Regions from separate parts of the Macaca fascicularis genome. Here region 2 is linked to region 1. A link is a contact called in public Hi-C data. All regions are on one chromosome and are shown on one strand. The core of a region is the stretch at or near the end of the contact, and the rest is flanking DNA. Distances in the headings are between cores, read along the strand shown.

Region 1 (4,192 bases), core at 498-2,997:
AACTTCTAATTAGTCCCTCTTATTTTGTAGAGGAGGAAACTGTGGCCTATCCTGCAAAGCACTCTAGCTGATAACCGGTGGCTCTAAAATCAGAAGTCAGGTTCTCTGACTCTCAGTCTAGTGTCCTTTCCATCACAAACAAGTGCTTCTGAAGGTAAGGTAAAATGACTGGAGTCTTCCTACGCCTGGGGTCTATGCTAAAGAGTCTTAGTTTTTCCTTGAATGGATAGGATGGAATTATTTGAATTATTTTATTAGACCTGCATTACAAATTTTTTTAGCATGGCAATTTTCATCAATTCTAATTTCTCAGTTATCAAAATACAATTTATTAATGCTAAAATCTCCAGTCCTTATCAAAGGGCAAATTAATTTGAATACCAGACTAATAAATTGCTTTTTAACCTCTATTCACCCATCTCTCCGCTTTCGTATCTTTAACCTATCGAATGACTTACAAATTTTCTATTTCACTCTTGACCTCTTTTCTGAATTTCAGTTTCATATTTCAGTTGCTGCATCTCTACCTGTTTTTACTTCTATGACCTCAAACTCAACATGAAGCCAGCTTCCCTTTCACGTATTCCTATTCCTGTCAATGACACCATCATTCTTCCAGTCATCCAGGTCTGAAATCTTGGCATCACCTCTCCTCTTCTTCTCTTCTAAATCTTGCCGCTTCTCTTCTAAATCTTGTGGGTTACCAATTTCTGTGCCCTCTTGCTGAAATATTTAATATTTCTCTCAATTCCATTTCTTCTTGTTTTTTTTTTTTTTTTTTTTTTTTTTAAAGACAGAGTCTCACTCTCATCCAGGCTGGAGTGCAGTGATGCGATTGTGTTTCACTTCAGACTCGACTTCCCCAGCTCAAGCGATTCTCCCACCTCAGCCTCCCAAGTAGCTGGGACTATAGATGCGTGGCACCACACCGGGCTAAGTTTTTGATTTTTTTAGAGATGAGGTCTCACTATGTTACCCAGTCAGTTCTCAAGTGATCCCCTCAGCTTGATCTCCCAAAGTGCTGGGATTACAAGCACCACACCCAGCCCATTTCTTTTTTTTAATTCCATTTCCTACACCCTAACTCAGGTCCTCATGATCCCACAACCGGGTGGTGACAATATCTACCACTCATCCTGGTCCCATCCTAGCAACCCAAGCTACAACTACTGTGGACTACTCTCTCAAAATTACAGTTTAAACAAAAACACAAACACCCATTTCACCCCTTTGATTCTAATTTTTCACTGCTCCCCGGTGTCCATGGATAATAAAATTCAAATCCAAACTCCTGGATAATGTTGCCTATGCCTTGCCACCTCCTCGCACTTTTCCTTCACAAAACCATCCTCCCCAATCAGAAATTTCTTTTCTTCCCAACGCCCACCTCTACCTTTGGCTTAGGCCTGTAATGGACTCTGGTTCCTCATCTGAACTCTGCTCTGTTAAAGTTACCAACTACAGCAGCGGACCACGGCCCCTCCTCAAAATTCCAGAGGTACCTACTGATCTTTCTAGGGAGGCAGCCTTCAGACCTGTGTTCCCAGAAATCTCTACGTTTGTCCCTTTCCCAACTAGAGAATTAACTCTTGCAGGGCACAAAACAGCCTCTATTTCTTTGCGTCCCCCGCGCCTGTTTGTTGAAGACTGAGTTGAAGGAGTAGCAGGTGGTGTTAACTCGTCAAAAAGATGGTGGCCAGGGGGAACACCCCCACAGCTCTCCCCCGACAGCAGGGCAGGTGTGCCTGGGGGCCTCGGCGGGTGCCGGGGCGCGGGGCGGATGGTGCCCCCGGGCGCAGGCCAGGGAGGCCCAAGCGCCTTCCCCACGCCCCGCTCGCCCGCGCGTGTGAGGGGAGGGCTGCCCGGCCGTTCCGCGCCGGGAGGTAGGTGGTGCTGTTGCCGTGACTGTCTTCCTCATTGGCGCCGGGCAGAGAGGCGGAATGTTCAACTCCTGACTCCGGCGGAAGCGTGGGAGCCGCGCGGGCCGCTGTCGTTCCAACCCCCGCCGCCCTCGTCGCGCGCGGGGCCTCCGCGCCCCCGGCTGCTGCTCGCGCCCGGCCTGGGAGCCAGGTAGGGTCCAGGCTGGAGCCCGCGGAGGGCGGGGAGGGAGGGGGCGAGGCCCGCCGCGCTCGCGAGTCGTCCTCGCGTCTTGGGGCCGAGGTTCCGCCGGGGCCCGGGAGTCCAGGCGGCCTCTGGATGCTACTTGGGGCTCCTCTCCCTGACCCAGGACCCGCGCGGCGGCGGCGGCGGCCGGAGCGAGCATTCGCCGCGCCGGAGGAGTCCTCGCGGGACCTCGGCCGCGGCGCCGCCAAGTGCGGTTCGGGAAAGTTCGGGCCAGTCCCACGGAGAAGTTGGTGCCTGGAGGCGCGGGGCGCAGGCCGGAGCGGCTCGGGATTCCGCGGCCCTGGGCGTGCGGCACGGGCAGGGGCTCTGCAAACAGGAGAGCCGGCCAAGCAGCGGGTGGTTGGGGCACTGTCGGGAGGGGAACCGCGAGGCCCCCAAATCAGGGCAGGATGCAGGCCACTTCCCAGCACTCGCTGTGCGTGCGAGGAGGGACGACGAACTTCTGCTTTTCTAAGAACTCGGCCGCTAGCGGTGTTGCTTTCCATCCATTTTCTTTCATTCTGTTTTCCTCACGTAATTAGGCCATGCGAATAACCAGCAGGAACAATGAACACTAAAGATTAGTTTTACAAACATGCGTAAATGTATCCAGAGCCACCCAGAGCCGCCGCTCCCCGCCCTTCCTTCGCCGGGCTTGGGCAGCGTGGCGCGCCCGCCCTCTCGGGCTTCCCCCTTTCCTCCCACCGGAGCCCGGGTTGTCCCCTTTGGCGACCCTCAGGCAGCCGTCTTTTTGTGGGCTCCCAGACCTGCACCAGGCCGAGAAGTACTTACCCAGGCCGCCGCCTCGCCTGGCCTCGCTTGCCCATGACAGCTTTCAGAAAACTTTAATTCAGGACTGGCTAGATAACATCCGATTGCCTAAAAAAAATTTTTAAAAAGATTATCTCTGTTAGATCGCCGAAAATGTTAATGTTTCTGATGCGCTTTGAGATCGCGCATAAGCACTGTTTATGGGGAACTTAATTACTATTTTTGTTAGTTTCTGTAATAATGAAAGCAACACAATTTAGGGGCCCATTCCAAGTATAGTACAGTAAGCAGCTCATTAATAATGGTGTGTGAGAATCGTCTTACAGAGTGAATTTGAGGATATTTGAATTAAGATTGTTGAAAACAGTACCTACTTTAACCCCAAAGCTGTTTTAGGAGAGACTTCTTGTTTCCCTGACCTTCCTTGAAATTAACAGCTAGGATTTAGTGGATCCAAACCTCCAAACACGTTTAAAGACAAAAATAAACAAGTGATTCAAGGCTAATGTCCTCCTTGTAGTAGGCCTCTCTCCACAGTGAAATTTCACTTGTTTTTCAATTTTCAAAAAAAAAAAAAAAAAAAGTGATGGCTGCATTTTAATTATGTTTATGGTCATTTGCAGAGTCTTTGTTTTAAATTCCTGCTACTATAGTGAGAGATTTAGGAGACTGTAAATGAATACGAATTTAGTTTGGGAATAGAGAATTAAGATAAAAATAGTCTTTTGGACCCCTGCAATGTTTATTTTAATCTTTCACAATTTAATTCCTATAACTTTTTGAGATTATTTGGGGGAGTTTTTTAACTGCAAAATATTGTTGTTTAAATAAAAAAATTTAGTGATAATAATTCCAGAGTAAATGACCATGATGCAATTGCAAGGACTTTCTTGTCTAAAAAAGCAAATAAATGATTGATCTGTTTTTCTTATTCTTTTAGGGAATATATAAGGACACAGTAAAGAGAGGGAAAGAGAGAAAAATATCCAAATATTAAACATGCGGACTTGGATCTAAAAATGGATGGTCAAAGATCTTGGGAACTAAGGGGCCTTCTTGCCAAATAAGGAAACTTGGCAAGTTGCACTGTGTATTTTAACTTAGCACAAGAGTGAGTGTTATTGGCAATATATTGGCTCAGAGCCTATCAGGAATGAGCAGTGAAACTGACTTCGACAGGGCTACAAAATTATAAATAGGAGGTATGAGGGGTGTGGAGTGAATAATCCAGTCATCAGAGAAAACACTGAAGAAATTATAATGATGTTTCATGAAAAGAAGTCAGATGTAAGGTGAAGCTATTGGTGTGGAGTGAAAG
Region 2 (3,671 bases), core at 740-3,239, 140 kb after region 1:
TTAGTAAGATTTTAATACCAAGATAGGGAGTCTTTTAAAGTATGTCAACAAGGCCAGGCGTGGTGGCTCACACGTGTAATCCCAACACTTTGAGAGGCCGAGGTGAAAGATTGCTTGAGCCCAGAAGTTTGAGACTAGCCTGGGCAACACAGAGAGACCTCATCTCCACTCACAATAAAAAAAATTAGCTGGGCATTGTTACTCTAACCTGTGGTCCCAGCTACTCGGAAGGCTGAGGTGGCAGGATCGCTTGAGCTGGGGAGGTCGAGGCTGCATTGAGCCGAGATCAGGCCGCTACACTCCAACCTGGGCTACAGAGTGAGATCCTATTCAAAAAAAAAAAAAGAAAAGAAAAGAAAAGAAATGAGAAAGCTGTGCAAAAATGTAGGGACACTTCTTCAGCAAAGCATCATTGAGAAGGGTAAACCAGAAATGGTATAAAGTACAATAGAGAATAAAAATAAATTAAAAATGATTATATCTCCATACACAGAGTAATAAGGTCATTCCTAAAATCACAGGTCTGATAAATGATTTCAAAGTTGAGCCTACAGTCTAGTTTGTTTAGAATGATTCTGTTTTTTATAAAATATATTATTGTGTATATGTACACAGAGAAAAGTATCAAAAAGTCAGTGTTATCAGTGGGTAATGGAATTATACAGAGTGTTTTTTATTTGTATATCTTTATTTCCTACTTCTTCCACATTAAACATGGACTAGTTGCATGATAAATTGAATTTTTAAAATGCTTGAAGGTGAAAGTGAGGGAAATGAAACTGATGATTGACAATGGGGGAAAAAGGAGGTAAAATACAGTGACGTATTTTAGTAAAAGGAATACAGTTGCCTAGGGGGCCTCCTCATCTTTCAAGAACTGTTAATCCTGTTCTGAGAGCTGGAGAGAGAATATATATCCTGACCCAAACCAGTAAACCACAGTTTGAGAAGCAGCAGAGCTGTTTTCACTGAAGTAGGCAATTGGTTAAAAACAGAGAGGACTATAATAGTAATTTTAATAATAATAAACACAGTTGTCACTTATTAGGTTTTTACCAGATGCTTGTACTTCATTTAGATTTTCTTTTTTAATCCCCATAGCAACCCTAAATTATATCACAGATGCAAAGGTAAATTGAGTAACTTGCTCAAAATCATACAGTACTGAGAACAGAACCCAGGACAGAATACAGTAACAGAACCTGGGTGGTCTGGTAACACAGCCTGCCCTTGCACTCATACTGTACAGTGCGGTTACTAGACTTGTGGCCATTGTCATGCTGTCTTCTCATTAGTATGCAATATTCACTTGACTGAATTCCTTTTTAGCTAAGAGAAATATTATAGGGCATGATCATTTTAGGTTATTAAGGTGTCTAACTCAATATGTAAACTCCTGAAAAGAATTATGTTTTTTTCAGATAATCTCAACATTTCAAAAGACAACACATTCGAACTACTTCCTCTTCCCCCCCAACTTTTATCTAGTGTCTGAAACCACATGACTAGTGTCCAAAGAGTGTTTTAGTAAATTAGAGTCACAGTGATCACAGTGAAGCCTGATTCCAATCCTGCTGTGGTGTTTCTGGCAAATGATTATTTTCTGGTAGAGCTTCCTCTACACATAGACCAGATGCAACTTGTATTTTTAGAAAACTGAATGGTTATTCTGAAAACTCTTTTTAAAACTACATTATTAAAAACCACATAGACTATGTTCTTTCCTTTGACCTAATAAATGATAGGAACAATATCTAGTGTCAGACTTTTCCTTATTCATCAGACCTTCAGCTTGTTTCTCCTCCCATTGACTTACTAGCAATAATGGCAATAAGCATTAAGAACAGAAAATGTGTCATCCTGTGGGTCCTGTTTTGGATTTTCATTAACCATGGTAATTGTCTGTAGATCTGTGGCAACCTGCACTGAACGAGGCATGCAGTGTTGTGATGAGCGTTCAGATCTGTGTCTCTTGGCAAAACACTTGGTTGGTTGTGTTTCCCGTGGTGACCAAAGTACTCTCACCGTGACATGCCTTCTTAAAAACAAAAACCCAGAGATCAAAACATGTAACCTTTGCAATTTGTGCAATGTTAGCACAAATCATGTAATATATAACACTACATTTAATAAACAGATTATACATTTATCATGTAATATATACGCTATATCACTCTTTTTACAAATTGACCTTTTATTTCAAAGTAAGTTTCTGTCTGATGAAAGAAGATAATTACAGTTCATTGCCTGTTTTTGGCATATGGAAAATTGATACTAGTTGACATTGACCTTGATTGGATTTGGCTTACGAGAAGACCATAATTTTCATCAACTAAGACATTTAAAGTATATTTTTAGAACAAGAAGGTTATATAAATATATCAACAAATGCATTTGATACAAAACAATGCGCCAAAAAAACCAAGGAAGCAGCTGTTTTTATGTCGTCCCCGGGTTGGGGTCACATCTCTAATGGCATATAACCTCCCACACGATTTCAGACTCGGCAGTGTCGGGAGTGCTGTTGGAAAGCTGGGCCTGAGGAGACAGATTGAGGACGGAGATTTACTCGGTGTTAGTTTCTGTGTCACAGCTTCCCGTCCATTTAACTCTTGATCCGTTTTCCAGAAGTGCTCACATCGCAGTAGGCTCCCAGAGCTGGAACTTGAGATGCATCTTTGGCTTAAATTACAAGTGAAATAGAATGTAGTGACCATTTACCCTGGTCTAAAAGAACATCAGTGAGATTAGTCTCACTGGCAGGGGCGTGGGGACTGGGTTGGCAGAAGCGCCGTGTAGACGCCGGCCCAGGCCTCTGCCATCGCACACTGAGCCCGACCAGCTCCCACCACCCCCTTGCCGCCTACTGACCGCTTCACCAACTGAAGATGGCTCACTCTTCTTTTTTTATGACAAAAATTTACCCTAAGGTTTTTCACGCTGATTTTTTCCCCTCAGTCTTCCACTGAAAAATAAAAACTTCGTTTATGTGCATAGTCATAATATTTTTATCCGAAATATCAGGGATAAAATTTGGATTTTATGGTACAGTCATAATTCTGAAAGATGGCTGAATCACTGCCTTCTTTAGGGACTGTAATATGACTTACAGCCTTTTATGATTTTTCAAATGGCACCAGTAAAAGGGATGGGTGTTGATATTTGTGGGCGTCGCAGCAGAGGCTTCTTACACCTGATTGCTGCCACCCTTGCTCTGAGGTGCATTTCGGACAAGTAGGGAAGTAAAGTGTTGAGCCAAATCCAGACCCACCTCCATACCTGTGCAGAGTTGGATTTTGCCAGTGAATGTCCAGAACTTTTTGTTTTCATTCATTTGGTTAGTATCTGTAAGAGCATTGGAATGTTCCAATAAGAGTAAGCTGTTTACTTACTGTTATTCTCCCTAGAAAGAAAAAGGCAGACTTTGGTTACATATATTCATTAACTTAGATGTGGGGGCTTCTACCTTCCATAGTCAACATCTCAATCATGATTATGCCGTCGCAACACAGGACTGCCTCAGCGGCACCTGGAAGCAGCAGCTGGCAGCACCCAGCAGCTATTCTGCAATAGTCACCCAGTTCCCATCTTCTGCATCCTCCCCTCCAGTGCCTTCTCTAGCCTTGACTTCCCTCTCCCTCTCCCTCATTCTCTCAGTATTATTGCTTACT

Evidence for each region. A called contact is a pair of places that touch in the nucleus more often than the background predicts.
Region 2: a Hi-C map of liver shows a contact between it and region 1, with 1.7 times the contacts expected there. The contact joins the enhancer-like site here to the promoter of MAP3K20 in region 1. A contact is called at or near these places in 2 of 2 Hi-C or Micro-C datasets (liver and skeletal muscle).

The regions. Positions count from the first base shown.
Region 1 is chr12:68,609,062-68,613,253 of T2T-MFA8v1.1, forward strand. MAP3K20 (mitogen-activated protein kinase kinase kinase 20) reads left to right here and starts at 1,748. Exons shown (of 20, transcript XM_065525653.2): 1 at 1,748-1,883. LOC123567913 (a long non-coding RNA gene) reads right to left here and starts at 3,309. Exons shown (of 3, transcript XR_006691071.2): 1 at 3,249-3,309; 2 at 2,896-2,982.
Region 2 is chr12:68,747,047-68,750,717 of T2T-MFA8v1.1, forward strand. The region is part of intron 10 of MAP3K20 (mitogen-activated protein kinase kinase kinase 20); the gene reads left to right. Among named protein-coding and RNA genes, the nearest start is that of CDCA7, 130 kb to the right of the region's middle. Within about 2 kb of position 1,990, at least 1 of the 6 cell types and tissues checked has an H3K27ac peak or open chromatin away from gene starts, as enhancers often do. A contact at or near this core is called in liver, where this site is marked.